2 separate regions of the Triticum aestivum genome follow, and region 1 is linked to region 2. A link is a contact called in public Hi-C data. All regions are on one chromosome and are shown on one strand. Each heading gives the region's core, a stretch centred on a gene start, on an enhancer-like site or on the middle of the called end of the contact. The rest is flanking DNA. Distances are from core to core; before and after follow the strand shown. Region 1 has its middle 17 kb from the start of LOC123149106. Region 2 has its middle 190 kb from the start of LOC123149104.

Region 1 (3,178 bases), core at 164-2,663, 190 kb after region 2:
CAGGCGCGCGGGTGCGCGGCCTGACGCCCACGCCGTCGATGTTGCCATCTCCATCGCCACCCCCACCTCTTCGCATGACGGTGGAGGAGGAGACCCGGCTCATGGCGCGTGTGCTGGAGGACTCCATGCACACGCACGACGAGCGCCAATTGGAGGGCCTCGAGGAGATGAGGCTCTGTCCGCGGCCGGCGACGTCGCCATCCCCGAGGTGGAGATGGTGCCGAAGGAGGAGGTGGTGGAGGAGCCGCCGGTGGCCGCGTTCCACCCTGGCCTGGTGGGCCAGGGATGGAGCTGGTCGTGCACCGCTGAGCAGATGGCGGCCGCCGTGGGGGGGCATGAACTGGTGCCCCACGCCGTCGCGGTCGTCAGAGTGGGAAGCCTCGCCTCGGGAGGAGGTGGTGCAGGCGTTGGCCACCTTCCAGCCCGCCTCCCCCGTGCACCACGGACCGCCGGCCCACCTGTGGACGCCGCTGGACTACGTCGACCTCGTCAGCGACGACGACGACACCAGCGGCCAGTGAAGACGGCGACGGCCATGGCATTGACGGGCGAGGCAGGAGCACGTGGGAGGCGTTTTTTATTTTGTTTTCATGTTAGTTATGAAACTGGGCCGTTTAAGTGGAGTGAGAAACTGAGTCGTTTTGTGGCCGTGACCCCATATATATGTTTTATGTTTTTTTAACTGCGTTTATTTAGTTTTTTAGTCATTTCATTTAAAAAAAATTCACGTCCACTCCGGACAGGTTTTGGGGTGCGGCCGCGCGTTGGGCGCACCCACGACCCATCGGACAAACGCGGACATGGACGAACCCATTTGCGCCTTAAAGGGACAAAATCTAGCCAAAGCGAACGTCCGTTTGAACTCGCGCGGTGGAGTTGGCCTAACATAAAGTAGTAACATGGACATGTTATTATTCTACTTATGTTACTACCCTTCGTGCCTAGTCTAAGGATGGAACCTATCTCACCCACGTGAGCAGTCTTTCCGAACACATATATAGAAACAAAGCAAGGGCCCTCGTTTTCAAACAGCACGGTCTCCCAGCACAGCACACCATTACTGGTAAAACAATTGCAGACCTCCAAACAGCACCTCGGTCATTGCATGACCAAAACCACAGCCTTAATTAATTAGCAAGTTTATGCATCCAAACAGAATAAGAGGGATACCCCATTGGGAAGCCTGACCTTGCACTGTTCTACGTGTCGTTGTGACCAACAGTGCTCTTTCTCTGTCGTCTTGCTCCAAGAGGCAAGAGCCACACAGAGGAGCACGAGCCTAGGTAGGCACCCACAGTATTAGACTCAAGGTTTTTTTTTTCGGGAAGTATTAGACCCGAGTTGACGAGGTACTACACCTCCATGACATTGTACCCCATGCAGAACGCAACACGAGGGGCACAGAGTGGTCCTGAGGGCAGGGCGATGCCAATGGGCCACAAAGCCTATACACCGTAGCAAGACAACATGTAGTGGTGAGGCCATGTGACGCAATTGCATGCATGCACACATATGATTGTCATGTGTGAATAGCGTAGATGATAAACTTTGGATGGCAGATCTTGATTCAGCTTTTCTTGTAGTAAAACCAATTATTTGGTCATGTACTACCAAATTGTTCCTTGTCGTCTTCCTTGGTGTACTATGCACCTGGGAACGCACTATTTGATTTTATTATTGCATACGCATATGTCATGTCAAGCGTGGGGCAGAGAGCTAGTTTAGATTTGGTTAATTAATCGGCATAAAACTCTTGTCAGCTGGGATGCAACCAAGTATTGCAGTGATGTCGGCACGCGGTAGGACATGCCCTCTCACGATCTCCCACACCCTCGTGTTCCTCCTAGTTAGCCCGTCAGAAACCAGGAAATCATATTAAAATTTTCTACGAGGAGATGTTTGCCGAGATGGACGACGACGACGACAAGCCGGAGGTGCGCTTGCTCCTTTGTAAAAGTGGTTGGATAAGTAAACTAACAATAAGTATTTTTCTTGATTGGGAACCATGGTTTATCAAACAAGAGAGAATTCTTCTCGTAAAAAAAGGGCTGTTTGGATGGAGTCTTAATAGGCAGGTCCTTGCTCATGCAACGATCCTAGCCTTAGACCTCCAATATCCAACGCATGAGATTAATGCGTGAGTCAGGCGGGTTTTTATGGAAACCACCAAACAGCCTCAACGTCACGGCTACACGAAACACAACACGCTTTTGCCCCCAACAGGTTGTCAAGCTTCTTGTCATTTTATTTACAAGGGTAAATTACACAGTATGGTAGCAATTGATATATAGATAAAATAAAGTAAACGGTACATCAAAGAATACTATTTTCGTATGTGTTTTCAATAATGGAAAATAGAGCCCCGGGCCCATTGGTTCACTAGTGTCATCTCTCCAAGCAGATAAATGTGGTATGATGAACATTACAGTTGGGCGGTGATTAAACTGCAATGCTTATATTTATGACTATGATAATTCATGGCATACTCTTGTATAGGCATTACGCCTGTGATATATAGACCGTTATACAACTGTATCTAGAATTAATACTCCGCCCCAAAACCATTAGCGCCCGTAGCTGACACGGCATCATCCGAGCGAGGAAGATCCGGGCAAAGGATTTCTCCACGGTGGTACTCCTGTGAACCAGGAGAGCTGGAGGCATAAGCTCTCATCGGAGATGCACACCAACTCGGAAGGAAAGGCCACATCGGGCCAGATAAATCCACCCAGCCCGACCCAACCAAAGGCGGCGTTAGTGGTAGGGTCAGGATCCAGGTGCATCTGCCATGGATCCGCCGACACCGCATGCACCGTATGGCGCACCTTTGCCACACCCAAGGGTCGCGCGCGCCTGCCATGGATCCACTGCAACCGCGTCGTAGGATGAGAAAGCTGGCACCGACCAAGCTTCACTTGGCTAGCGGCGAGGGGGAAGGGGAGGGAATGGCGGTGTGATATAGGGCTTCCCTCCCCATCGCCACGCCGGAGCAAGATAGGGGGACGAGTCGCCTTCTTGTCCCGAGGATGCGTCACTTCGACTGTCCGGAAAAATAAATAAATAAATAAAGTGAAACTTTGGGTTAATTCACCATGTCTGAAGCTTTTTGACGTGCACTGAGTACACAAGCCGTACGTGCCCGTTTTGTTTCAATGACACCGGCAAAAGCAGATCGATC
Region 2 (3,353 bases), core at 744-3,243:
TGGGGAGTGGGGGTAGTTGCATGTCCGCCACTAGTCACGCAACCAAGTGTCGACCCTGGCTATAACTGCATATCCTCAATACAACTGTAACTTTGTGGTGTTTTATCGGAGGGATTGGGGAACTTGCATGTTTGCCACTACAGACGTAGCTGCATGTGTTGCCCCAAGACTGCAACTGTCAGGGAGAGTGACACCCGCCAATTGCCTGTCTGTCCCTCCACAGGCAACTCCATGCATCGTACCACTCGCATTCAACTAGGGGTATCTTATTGTTATTATTTATTTCCACATGAACATCTTTTTAAATACACGATGATTCTTTTTTCTAAATGCAAGTTAAAGTTTTATAAAAGACATGACTATTATTTTTTTGAAAACAAGTTAATGTTTTTTCAAACACACAATGAAAATTTCCAGATACAATTTGAACTTTTATTAAATAAAAAAGAACATGTTTAAATAATTTGAACTTTAAAAAATGCATGATGAACATTCCTTAATTGCAAGATAATATTTTTAAATGTGGGAACACTTTTTTTACATTTATCAAGGAACAACCAAAAAATGAACAAAAAATGAAACCACAACCACACTTTTTGCAGGAGAAAAACATCTTCCTGCTTTAGAAAAAAAAAGCATAGAGAGAAAATCGTTCTCTAATTTTTTTTTCTCCAAAAATATCTGGACACTTCTATTAGATCTCTACTTGTTTTTCATTGATTTTTTATGTTCAGACAAATCATAGGCTTTCTCTTGTTTGTGTATGATGCCAGCTCAGCCGCACTAGAGGCCAATAAGAGTCAAATAAAAAAAGAAAATCAATCTAGACACGTCCAGGCCATCAATGTGTAACACATCCGGCCCAAAAAGAAAAAGAGAGACAAACCAACGTACTCCCTCCATTCTTAAAAAAAAATGTATTTCCAACTTTATTGGATGCCAAACTATCTCAAAGTTTGACCGAATTTGTGCAAAAATATGTCATGCTTGTGAAACCAAATAGGTTTATGACAAAAATGTACTTTATTATGAATCTAATGCTACTAATTTGATGGCATAAATATTGGTCTATTATTGTATAAATACGGTCAAACATAAAAAAGTTTAACTTTCCAACTTTGGAATTACACTCTTTCAAGGATGGAGCGAGTATAACACTTCCAGGCCCAGAAAAGCTGCAGTCGGGTGGATAAAAAGGATTTCAGTTGATGACATCAGCCAACTGAGACTTGGTTAAGTCTCAGTCAATCCTAGTCGTTCCCTTATTATATTTTGCCTGAAAACAAAGATATAGTGGGACTTTGTATTGGTTCGCCATTTCTGAAGCTCTATGAACTGCGCCCGCTTTTTCCATCGACACCGGCAAATGCAGATGGATGGATCGCTCGATCACCGCGAGAGGGATTACGGCAGATGCCGCTAGCAAGGGGAGAGAGCTGGTGCTCATCACCCCGCGCGCGTGAAGGAAGCAAATGTGATTTGGTTTGAGACGACGTACAGCGGAGAGCTAACCTTGATGGCGGATTTGACCGGGGCTAGCTGTTGGGGATTTATGTCATCGCTACGCAGGCATCAGCAGAGCCCAACACGGAATCAATCCCGCTGTTTAGCAGCAGCTGAGCTCGCTGACCATAAATTCTGAACAGTGCCGCTGCCAGGATATGTGTTGGCAGGAGGAAATTAAGACGGCGGAAAATGGCAACGAACCAAGTTAGGGGCAAATCGAGCCAGACCATAGCAAATGTTAGGTTGATTTTCACGTACGATTTGACCTCCAATTGAAGGTTAGTATAGATCTCCAACCGTGTGTGCCTGAAAATACATATGTACGGCCCGTGATGGAACACAGTGGATGGGGACTGATTATCAACACAAATCTCCAAATTTGCCATCGATCAACATCAAGTATCGATAGCTGTTATCACGAAAGAGACGAGGAGGGTGACTGGTCAGATCAGCAAGCCCCAGATGCATCTAATGTATGCACAATTTGGAGTCCCGTCGCGTATCAGTTTCGAATAACGTCGCTCTCCGCCAAACAGTGCTTGTCATCAACTGTCCGATGCCTACATAATTTGGTTGCGGCGCACACTATCTTCATCACGCACCCCCGTATCCACACACACAGAGAAAAAACCTCCATAATAAGTTGATAAAAGCAAAACTCAAGATGAAGCAGCTCTAAATATACAGAATGTGGGGCATGCAATGTGCGTGAGACTGTAGCTCTGCACCAGGTGCAAACGACGACGAGTGCTGCTGCTTACACTTAGGGGCCATTTGGTTTCTATGTACTTTCTAGCCACACCTTGTCATGTCTTTCCTTATGCAAGTTTGATCAAGTTAGATAAGTGTTTACTCCTCCCGGCCGACCACATCCGGCTTGGACTCCTCCCGTGTCGTCCCTGCGCGGCGACCGGGGGAACCCTGGCGCCGCCCCGTCCTTGTTCCATCCCCGACCTCTCCTCCTCACCGCCGTCAGGACGCGCCGCCGGGCAAAGCTCGGTCGGCGTCGGCGGCGGCGGGATCTCTTCTGCCACGACTCGTTGGATCTGGCGCGGGCGGATCGCGGCGGTTGTTGCACGCGGGCTTGGGGGCGACGGCAGGGCTCACGCTCGCGGTTTCCCCTGGTGTGCGTGGGAGTCCGCTCGGGGCGCGCGGTGGCGGGCCTCGGCAAGCGATGGCGCTTCGGCGTGTGCAGGCGGCGGTGGTCCCTGTGCGCGGTCGGCGGCTCCGTCTCTGACCCGGACGGCGCGGGATGGTGGCGGCCCGGCGTGGCCGGCGATCTGGATGCGGTGGTGCCGGCGGCTCGCTGATCTGCCGGTGCTCCATGGTTCTGCCTGGTGGTGCTGGTGGTGACGGCGGCCCGTGCACAAGAGTTGGATCCCTTCGAACTGATCTGGGTGAAAACTTGCCTTCGGCGTCTGCTAAGGCCGGCGGTGGCGGCGCTATCTGCGTCGTTCCCTTCTTGAAGGCATCGTCGTGGAGAAGCTCAAGGCCACTCTTTGCTACCTCCGGGGGAAACCCTAGATCGGATGATCGGATGACGGCGGCGCTCTGGTGTCGTTCCTCCCTTGGGGGCGTCATTCTTGGAGGTACACACGTGATCGAGGGACCAGAGGACGGATTCTTTGGTGGAGCGGTGATTCATCCTACACTGATGGCGACGGATCTTGACGGCGTGGCGCAGTGCAGATTTGGAGTTCGTTGTGGGGGATGGACTCGCGCAGGAGGACGACGCTGTCGGGCGTCGTGGTGGCATCAATGGCAGAGAGACCTGGCATGGTACATGCAACAATACAGCTCTGAAGATGGATTGGTGGCAGGTGGCTGCGGCGGCCTTATACCCGGTA

The links. Hi-C and Micro-C count contacts between places; a contact is called where the count stands out from the background.
Region 1: a contact with region 2 is called in a Hi-C map of leaf, with 5 times the contacts expected there. The contact joins two enhancer-like sites. A contact is called at or near these places in 4 of 5 Hi-C or Micro-C datasets (leaf and an unstated tissue) and 1 of 1 datasets of contacts at active chromatin or transcription factors (leaf).

What each region holds. Positions count from the first base shown.
Region 1 is chr7A:667,401,293-667,404,470 of IWGSC CS RefSeq v2.1, forward strand. No RefSeq gene overlaps it. Among protein-coding and RNA genes, the nearest start is that of LOC123149106, 17 kb to the right of the region's middle. Within about 2 kb of position 1,414, at least 5 of the 8 cell types and tissues checked have an H3K27ac peak or open chromatin away from gene starts, as enhancers often do. A contact at or near this core is called in leaf, where this site is marked.
Region 2 is chr7A:667,210,103-667,213,455 of IWGSC CS RefSeq v2.1, forward strand. No RefSeq gene overlaps it. Among protein-coding and RNA genes, the nearest start is that of LOC123149104, 190 kb to the left of the region's middle. Within about 2 kb of position 1,994, at least 1 of the 8 cell types and tissues checked has an H3K27ac peak or open chromatin away from gene starts, as enhancers often do. A contact at or near this core is called in leaf, where this site is marked.